Regions from separate parts of the Mus musculus genome. Here region 2 is linked to region 1. The links are chromatin contacts, called in public Hi-C maps. All regions are on one chromosome and are shown on one strand. Each heading gives the region's core, a stretch centred on a gene start, on an enhancer-like site or on the middle of the called end of the contact. The rest is flanking DNA. Distances are from core to core; before and after follow the strand shown.

Region 1 (4,784 bases), core at 774-3,273:
CATACCCCTCAGGCCTAGTAGAACTTTGCGTCTTTTATCAATGACACACCTCTTTTAGAAAATGAACTTTGAGCTGGGCAGTGGTGGCACACACCTTTAATCCCATTACTCTGGAGGCAGAGGCAGGTAGATCTCTGAGTTCGAGGCCAGCCTGGTCTACAGAGTGAGTTCCAGGACAGCCAGGGCTATACAGAGAAACCCTGTCTCAAAAAACCAAAAGCAAAAAACCAAAGTGAAGTTTGTTGCAGCTCTGCAGATATCAGCAGATCCTCCTTGTGTTGGGATTGGCTGGGGATGTGGATTTATGGAAGGTGTAGTAAGTAGACAGTTCCCTTTGTCTGAACATCCATCTGTCTGTCCTTCATCTGTTCATCCATTCTTTATTCCATCTTCTCCCCACATCTGGATTCTTCTGAGCAGAGTCAAGACTGTGTCATCTCACTATTTTCTGAGGCAGCTGCAGAGACACTGGCCTGTGTAGTGGAGCCCAACACTGCTCTCACTGTTAAGGAGAGGCAGGACAGGAGGATGGGGGCCATCTGGGATTAGGTGCCACATGGAACTGTCTACTTCATGTGACATTAGGCCATGCTCTCAAAGCTGCCTGGCCTCACGGAAATCCTACAGTGATGGTGGGCAAAGGGTCATGTGAGCAGTCCGGCATTTAACCACGTCTCTGGTGTGTGTGTGTGTGTGTGTGTTTAACTCTACAGGTCAGTTTTTGGGTCGTACGAGAAATTCTAACAGCACAGACTTTAAAAATAAGGGCAGAAATCCTGAGCCATTTTGTGAAAATAGCCAAGGTAAGCTCTTTGTTTATTTCTCAAAATATGTTTCCTAAGAACTTTGGTAGAAGTTTTGCCTTGAGCCTGCTGGACAGGGGTACCTACTGTGGGTGGGAGGTTGTGGCCTGATCTCCCTAGGCAGAGCCAGATGTGAGCTCTACCTGGCTGCTAGTGCCTTCTGTGAGCCTTAGAAATATGCCCCTTCAGCCGGGCGTGGTGGCACATGCCTTTAATCCTAGCACTTGGGAGGCAGAGGCAGGTGGATTTCTGAGTTCGAGGCCAGCCTGCTCTACAGAGTGAGTTCCAGGACAGCCAGGGCTATACAGAGAAACCCTGTCTCAGAAAACAAACAAACAAACAAAAAAAAAAAAAAAAAAAAAGAAAAAGAAAAAAAGAAATATGCTCCTTCTTATCCTATAATTCTATGGCCAGTTACTCCCCTTACTTAGACCTGTGGTCTCTGCTTGTGGCCCAGTGGTTCCCTGGAACTCATTCATTCCCCTTTGGGTTTTGCCAGTGCTGGGGGCCAATGTATGTAGTTAGGCCCACTGCCTTTGATCCAGGCATGTCCTGCACAGTCATATCCACAGTGGCCCCCACACCCATTCTCAGATAAGGCCTGGACATTTGACCATGTTGCCTCTGTTCTGATAGGCTCTTTCCGTTCTTCAAATCAGGCCCTCCTTCCCTTCCTCTGTTTTCATCTCTGCCTATCAGACTGTGTCATGCTGTGGCTCTCCTGGACCACTGTCATACTCAGTATTAGTCCCCTGCTTTCACTCCCTGGGTCTGCCAGAGTCCCCTTGGCAGCGTTGTTCTACCCAGTTCCTAGCTTCCTTCAAGACATGTTCTTTCCACCAGGAGACCAAAACTGCCCTGGACTCAGGCCCTTTGCTTCCGGGTTCTGTGGGAGTTGCCGTGCCAGTGTGGGACGTCACTGTACACAGGGTATCATCCCATTTGCACAGTAGGAAGGGGCCGCAAAGAGAGGTGATGGTCCATGCTGAGGCCTCCAGCCAGCAGAACAGGAGTCTCCACTATATGTACCCTCAGCCAAGTTGCTGTGCCCCCCCCCCTTCCCAGAAGATTAAGGGTAGCAGTCTAACTGGCAGGGACAGAGGTTTTGTGCTGCTTACGGCTGGGTTAGAAGAGGATGTCCCACACGCTACAGTCCTCATGGGGCTTCTGTTTGGAAATGAGCAATGTTTCCACCCACGGAGCCCCAAATGGCCCCTCCTTAATCTCTGCTTTCTCTCTTACTGCCAATTATGTTGGCTGTGCCCCATGTGTGTCCTGGGTAGGTTCCCTCTCTCCCTGAGTATTGGTTTTCCAGTCTCTAAAAGAGAAAGGAACAGGTTAGATAATGCCCTAGAGGCGTTGTCACTCCGGGAACAGAGTCTGTGGCGGGCACTGCAAGTCAGATGCTCAACAGAAACCGCCCTAGGAACATCTATTCTTATAGGAAACAGTCAGAGTGTAACACATGTCTAAGTGAAGACTGGTTTTGTCTGGTCAGGGCCATGTTTCCAAGTAGACGCAGAACTGTGGGGCCAGGCCCAAAGGCTTTTATTTATTTATCTTGCCTACTGAGCTGAGCTTTGTGCAAGGTCCAGATGCAGGGTGGTAGATCACACTTTATCCACACTTTCAGAGGACACATGTGTCAACACAGACATTTGAGAACATGTTTAGGAAAGACATGGTAGAGGAAGGGCCACCTGAGGCTGAAAGTACCCAGGACAGGTAGTGAGGGAGTGGGAATGAGCCTTCCAGGTAGAGGAGACATGTTACATCTCAGGTGACATGCTCAGTTTAACTCTGAGGACACTGACGAGCACAAGGCCACGCTTCAGTGCCCACAAAAGAAATGAGAAATAGGGCCTATCCCATGAGCAAGGATGCTTCAGCCTTAAAGGCAAGAACGTAGAAATTACGTGTTTCTGCTCTGACTCTGCCGTGTCTCAGTCTGTGGCCCTCTGTGGTTGATAACTTGACTGAGACTGAAGTGACACCATGTGTCCTCACTCATTTGGTGTCTGGTTCAAGGGCTCATGGTCAAGGGCCTGGGAACCCTCAGCATTGCCTTCCCAGATGTGAGCCATTATACAGATTGATAACATCTTCCCTGGCCCCTCTCCCATCCAGGGTTAAGGTATTTGCTGTATAAGCTGCTGATGCTGTTGGCACACTGGGGTCTTTTCACAGCTGCCTGTTGAGGGAGACTCAGAGTCAGCTATAGAAAACATAGAGGAATTATCTGGTCTTGAGCCATGCTTCTGTCCAGCAGTCAAACAAGTCAGATTATGAAAATTGGAGACACACCTTCTGAAAAAATGGGAGGAAATGAGCATATGTTTCCTATGAACTTCCTACACTATATTTTCTATGTGAGATATTTTAAGTGTAACTGAATTGCATAATTATGACAACATTTGGCAACACTCAAGCATGTTTTTGTTCTGTTGTCTATGGCAGCAAAATAATGTATTCCATATCTTTTTTCCCCCCAGAAACTTCTAGAACTGAACAACCTTCATTCTCTCATGTCTGTGGTGTCAGCATTACAAAGTGCTCCCATCTTCAGGCTGACAAAAACCTGGGCTGTAAGTTAACCTCCCTTGGTCTGTCCCTTCAATTTTGGCTGTCCTGTTCTTGCTGAATGTCTGCATGGCTTAAACCCCAGGCTTTCTCTCACTTACTTGTATACTTTGCTAAGGGCAGGACAGTCCCTGGGAACTAAAGAGGCATCATCCTCTGGACATCCCCATAGCATCAGTGATCCCAGCCCCATTGGATTTCAGGAATGGGGAGGGTGCTGATGTGGATCTAGACCTCTCAACATCATCTATACTGACTAGGCTCAGCATGTGACTCCTACCCTTGGCTTGGCCAGTTTTTTTTTTGTCTCTGGCAAGTTCCAAATTGCCTTTGAGAAGGTCTGTGGATTGATGGCTTGCAGCTGCCCTGGGTCACTGGCCATGTAGCTCAGAGTTCTCTGGAGAAACCTATGACCCTCATATAGGAAAAAATTCTTTCTTTCCTTTTTTTATTTTTTTTCATCCTGAGGCCTTGGATAATTTCAGCTCAGAGGTGGAGTCTGATAGTTATATAATTGAGTCTGTAGGAAAGTTTTTCTGCTGCAAAAATACTTTAAAAATATCCCAGACCTCTTTATCCTTCTTAGCTGGCCCAGGGCCTGACATGGGGGAAGTAATCGCTATTTCCATAGCTTATTAGCTTTTACCTCCTGGCCAGCCTGCTCCAAAGTCTCTCACAGGGGCACAGCTCAGGCCTTTCAAGACCTGTTTATGTCCCAGGGACCGACAGGACTCTATAGAATTGCTAGACAGGTTTCTTTAACTCACTTCCTATCTTCTCTCTGCCAGCCTTGGCCTGGACCGTTTCCTACTTGGCTGCCTCAGGGACCTATACGATGCATAAGGATAGTGCTGTAGGCAATCTGAAATGAGCCTTGCTTCTTCTAGGTGCAAGATGCCTGGCTGTAGTAGACTGATGTGAGAAGTGTCAGCCTGGAGTCTGGAAACTAGATTTTGTTCATATGTCATTCAGAGCCTGGGCTTCCTTTCTTGTTTCTGCTCTGGACAATTGACTTGGAGTCGTGGCTTTCTGTCAGTGCTTTGTGAGCCCTAGAGGGCCTTAGAGTTGTCTTAGGGACCATCTAGGGCTGAAAGAAAGTGAGGGTACCAAGCAGTTGACCCAGTCTCCACCAGAGCAGCCTGTTTGCATCTGGGGCTTCTGGGTGAGCTACAGATGAGTGGTGGTTTTGGAGCAAATGTGGAAGCTACTGTCTCTGCAGTCACTGCCAGCCCTGTGATTCCACGGCCATCTGAGCAGGGAGGCTTCTTTCAGAAGTTTCTGGAGATTGTTTTTAAAACAGCTTTCTCATGGTCAAGATGCTTACTGTTTATGGGGCTGCTGGGAGTCATGCAGGCACCTAGAGGCTGCGCTCTGACCTTGCTTGTGTGCGTTGACCTTACT
Region 2 (4,784 bases), core at 758-3,257, 79 kb before region 1:
AAATGGGAAGCCAGGCCAGAGCTTGTCAGTTGTAGGATGGGCACACATCCTGTTAGGATCCTGTAGAGTGGTGACCCTGGTTAGAGTACCAGCTCAGCTGGGAAATCTGGGTGACCCACAGTGTTCATTCCCGCGCACACACCCTTTGTATAGATTAGGAGGAGACAAGGTGAATCCATACTAACAACCCACAGTAGTGTGTGCCCCTTATAGGCAAGTCATGATGGAAGGGTCACGTGGACTTGTGGGGGCTCCACACAGGTACTGATTGGAAGTGGGAATTCCTTGAGTATCATGTACACTTCTGCATACATTGTACTTCTGTGAAGAAGTTTATATAGACATTAAGAAAATTTCTTTTATTACTAAAGTACTTCAGAAATGAGTAAAATACAATTATTTTTAACATTCTCATATCTTTATCTCTATAATCTTTTATTTGTAATCATCTTATAATGTATGTAAATGTAAAGTGTAATTTAGAGTGTACATTTACAAATAAATTTATGTATGTTGAAAGTGCTCTTAAACAACAATATGAACTAACCAGTACCCCCAGAGCTCCCTCAGACTAAACAACCAACCAAAGAAACACATGGTGGGACTCATGGTTCTAGCTGCATCTGTAGCAGAGGATGGCCTAGTCAGTCTTCAATGGGAGGAGAGGCCCTTGGTTCTGAGAAGGTTCTGTGCCCCATTATAGGCGAATGCCAGGGCCAGGAAGTGGGATTGGGTGGGTTGGTAAACAGGGGGAGGGAGGAGGGGATAGGAGGTTTTTGGAGGGGAAACTAGGAAAGGGGACAACATTTGAAATGTAAATAAAGAAAATATCTCATAAAAAAAAGTGCTTTTAAAAAATATAAACTGGGGGCTGGAGAGATGGCTCAGTGGTTAGGAGCACTGACTGCTTTTCTGAAGGACCTGAGTTCAAATCCCAGCAACCACATGGAGGCTCACAACCATCTGCAATGAGATCTGACACCCTCTTCTGGTGTGTCTGAAGACAGCTACAGTGACTTAAATATAATAATAAGTCATAAATCTTTGAAAAAATATAAACTGGTCATAGCAGATGATGAAGAAGTTAGGTGCACCAAGGCTAGAGTCATAACAGAAGGGTCGTTCTGCCTGTTTGGAGGCCTGCTGTGTGGAGTAGCCAGTGTGTAAGTAGGGTTAAGGAGGGGTCTGTGGTGTTCATCAGGGTGGGCGTCCTTAGTATGCTAGTGTGCATGACCATGGGACAGCAGAGTAGTGGGAAGCTAGGGAGAAGTTGGCAGTTGGACTTCTGATTTCCACGGAGCAGTCAGTGAACCGAGGACACAGACTTCATAGAGGCCAAGGGGCTAAGGGAATGCCAAGGCTAGAGAAAGTGGTTTAGATGAGGGGCTGTGAGCCCTGTCAGCTGACTTGAGGTAAAGGGCCTCATGTTTCTAGCCTTAGTCAGGAGGAGATTCTGAGGACCTGTCAGTGCCACCTCAGTGGTCGGGTGGCGTTTGCTGGGAGGGAGGAGTAGGGAGGGCCATGGTAGCTGGTAGAGAAGTAGGCTGGTGCCCAGAGTCTGTGTTGCCTGCTCTTGTAGATGGGAGAGAGGGGGGTGCTGTCAGGGGAGCAAAGCGTGGGTGTGGAGAGGCTGGCCCAGGGTTGCTAGCCTGAGAGCTTGGGATGGACCCCAGGCCCTAGGTCATCATGCCTTTCAGCCATAGGTCCTACTCTGAGGTGGGAAGTTGGGAGGTAGGGCTGCTTGAAAAAGAGCTGAGGGGGACAAGTGAGCTACTCTCCTGCAGTGAGCCTTATGGGAGCCTCGGTTTTGCTTTCTTCCTAGCTTTGCCTCCTAGCCCTAATTTGATGGACCCTTGGTGACATTCTGCCTTCGCTTTATTTGGACTGAAGTACTATGAGCCAAATATTTTCTCTTTGTAAATCTGTCACCTCTGGTGTTGTCTTATGGTGACAGAGTGTGATTGGCACAGGCTCCTCTGTCCCAGATCAAGCTGTGGTTGGGTTTCCTCTGGTTCTCCTTTTGAGAGTTTCCTTCCCCATTTGTCTGTTCCCTCCTGGTCCACACTTGTGGCCACTCTGACAGCTGTTGCTCTTTTGTTCCTGTTGCTATCTACTCAGACACTGGTCTTCACGCTCCGTCGGATGTGTGTACTCACCACAGAGAGTTCTCATGTCCAGGTCAGCTCCTTTCTTTACCCTGAGCTGCCTCAGCCATAAACCCGTGGCCAGAGCTCAGATCACCATGTAAGTTTTGGGTGGCTCTGAAGTGCTGGGGGTGAGGGAGCCAAGGATGTGCAGGCATGACTGTTGCCTTCTAGGCACTGTAGGTGTGCTGGCCATTCCCTCCCACTCCTTCCACCCTAGTTTATGGACGCTCTTTCCTTTAATACTCACGATGCTTGTTGAGCCTCTTCTCATGATCCTGGCTACACTCTGCATCCTGCCATGCTTTGCATCTGTATCTTTTAGTCTGCTCTGCCTTACCTTCTTGGCTAGACGCTCGAATCTCCTTGAAGGCAGCTGTGTCTTACCCAGTGTCTCTCACACAGTAGCTGCTTATAACTTACTGCACTGAAACCAACGTGGGCTCTGCTCTGGCTCCCAGCTTCCACCTCTCTGTGCCCATCCCCGAGTTTAAGGAAAGAGTATGGGAAGAGGCAGAGTGTTTCCTGAAGTGTCAAGATTCTGTTTGGTTAGGAACAGCCACTAAAATATTAAAGGCCGTGTCAGGACAGCATTTCCAGGTTCTTGTATTAGCTTCATCTCCTGTCAGCCCTGATCCTGAGGAGTGGAAGGGCAATTGATGTAGCATGTAGGTGTGTTCCCTAAAACATAGCCACCTGTGTGGGGTTGGTTCCCAAGGAGGATGCTGGAAAGCTCTTTTGGTTTACCATGTGGGGCATAAAGGGACGTGGACTCAGCTGTGGATTTCTTAGAAAGCGTATAGCAAGCAAGCAGTGGAGTGGGTTAGCCCAGGTCAGCCTGGCTCTGCATATGGGCTCCTCTCTGCTGTCTGCTGTCTGTCTCACTAGCACTGTTTCTTGAGAGGTGTAGTAGCCACCCACTTGCCTGCAAGCTGGAAGAAGTTTCCCAGCCTTGCCAACCCCAGGGCATTTTGGGCTGATCTATGTCCCTAGTGAGGTCACAGGTTACCAGCTTATCCCACATGGGTAGCCTGTTGTGAACAGGGGAGAAGATACCCTGCACACAGCTATGAGCAAAGCCTTGGCAGAGAGGGTTGCCGCTTTCCCTCATCCATTCTTGGTGTGGTGCCTTATTTGAAAGGCCACTTCTTCCTTTGGCAACCCTCCTGTAAATGTCCCTACTGTGTGTCCATCTCCAGGCTGACACTGCATCTAGACTTCCTACAGCACCCATTAAATAGGTGATGGACCATGTGTCATCTTCATTACTGGATTGGGTCACAGCGTGGCCGCATTCTTGGCCACCCTTCCAAGATATCCAGAAGAGGGTCACTCAGGCATCACCCACAGCCCTATCCTAAGAGCTTTAGTTACCCACAGCTGCCTTCTGAGCAAACTCTGCATGTTCTCACATCTGACTGAGTCCTATAGGGCAGTGGGTAGAGTTTGTTTCAGACACAGGGGCAGTGGAGTGCCTAGAAATGGGAGGGGCCATGTGGGAACAGTATGATCTAACCATTATCTCATATCCTCTTTCTTTTTTAAAACTTTTTATTGGTTCTTTGTAAATTTCACATCATGTACTGTAATCCCACTCATCTCCCTGTCCCCTGGGACCTGCCTTCCTCCTTTGTAATCTCTCCAAAAGAAAAATATCTTGTTGTGAAAGCTATAGTATATCCCACAGTATACCCTTTTATCCATACTTCTTTGCTTGCAAATGTTCGTTGCAGTGAATGTTTGATCTGGTTTGAAGCCTCTGGCTTCTGCTATACTATCAATCCTGGAACCTCAGTGGGTCTCCTTTTGACTATCCTGTTGTTGCCCTGTGTCACAGAGCTCCTGGAGCTTTGTATCTATAGGACTGGCTTCTTCGCATGTTCCAGTGGTTCATTGGTAGGGTACATGTGGGATCGGCCAACTCAAAGCCCTGGATCTGGACCTGAGTGGTATCTGAGCTGGTCAGCCTGCCAACTCCCCTGCACCCACACCACCAGGGCAAGCTCTTTAGCCCTGTCCTGAGTAGATCATCCAGTATTGCAGTGATCAAGGGGTAGATACAGCTCTCCTGTCTCATGCTATCAGGGTTTGGCTCACCCATGCCTTCACAGCTGGCTCTACTGTGCTGCCCAGGCAAGGTGCAGGGCCTGCTTTCCTGAGTGCTACAGCAAGTGAGGGTCAGGGCCAGCTCTTCTGCTCTGATGACCTAGAGGCCAGCTCACCTACCTGCAGTAGGGGGCAATGGAGGGCATCTCTCTCTTATCCATGCCACGGGAGATGAACGGCAGATCCAGCTTTCCCATACTCATACCCTCGAGACCAGGTCACCCGTGACTCCTGAAACCAGGGAAGCTCCACTGTGCTTCCTGGGATGATGTGTGGGGGTGGGGATTGCTCTCCTGAGTACTATAGCTGACTAGGGGCAGGGTCAGCTTTCCTGTTCTCACGCCCTTAGGGCTAGTAGCTTTCCCATGGTGTCCAGGCAAGGGGTGGGGCCAGTTCTGCACAGCTCTCAGCCACCAACATGGTCTTGGGAGGCAGCTCCGACCAGGGATGTCTGTCTAGTCTTTGGTGGTAACAGACCCTTGCTGCTGCAGGGACACAGACTCAGACATGGCCCTCAGTGGCAGCACAGGCCAG

Evidence for each region. Hi-C and Micro-C count contacts between places; a contact is called where the count stands out from the background.
Region 2: a contact with region 1 is called in a Hi-C map of muscle stem cells, with 1.6 times the contacts expected there. The contact joins two enhancer-like sites. A contact is called at or near these places in 3 of 39 promoter capture datasets (embryonic stem cells and stem cell-derived epiblast-like cells), 1 of 15 datasets of contacts at CTCF or cohesin (pro-B cells), 4 of 484 Hi-C or Micro-C datasets (cerebellum, embryonic stem cells, muscle stem cells and 1 more) and 4 of 115 datasets of contacts at active chromatin or transcription factors (bone marrow-derived macrophages, embryonic fibroblasts, embryonic stem cells and 1 more).

Annotation. Positions count from the first base shown.
Region 1 is chr2:33,272,165-33,276,948 of GRCm38.p6, reverse strand. Ralgps1 (Ral GEF with PH domain and SH3 binding motif 1) reads left to right here. Exons shown (of 20, transcript NM_175211.5): 6 at 714-803; 7 at 3,296-3,388. Among named protein-coding and RNA genes, the nearest start is that of Angptl2, 59 kb to the right of the region's middle. Within about 2 kb of position 2,023, at least 21 of the 459 cell types and tissues checked have an H3K27ac peak or open chromatin away from gene starts, as enhancers often do. A contact at or near this core is called in muscle stem cells, where this site is marked.
Region 2 is chr2:33,350,909-33,355,692 of GRCm38.p6, reverse strand. All of the region lies in intron 1 of Ralgps1 (Ral GEF with PH domain and SH3 binding motif 1), which reads left to right. Among named protein-coding and RNA genes, the nearest start is that of Ralgps1, 18 kb to the left of the region's middle. Within about 2 kb of position 2,007, at least 83 of the 459 cell types and tissues checked have an H3K27ac peak or open chromatin away from gene starts, as enhancers often do. A contact at or near this core is called in muscle stem cells, where this site is marked.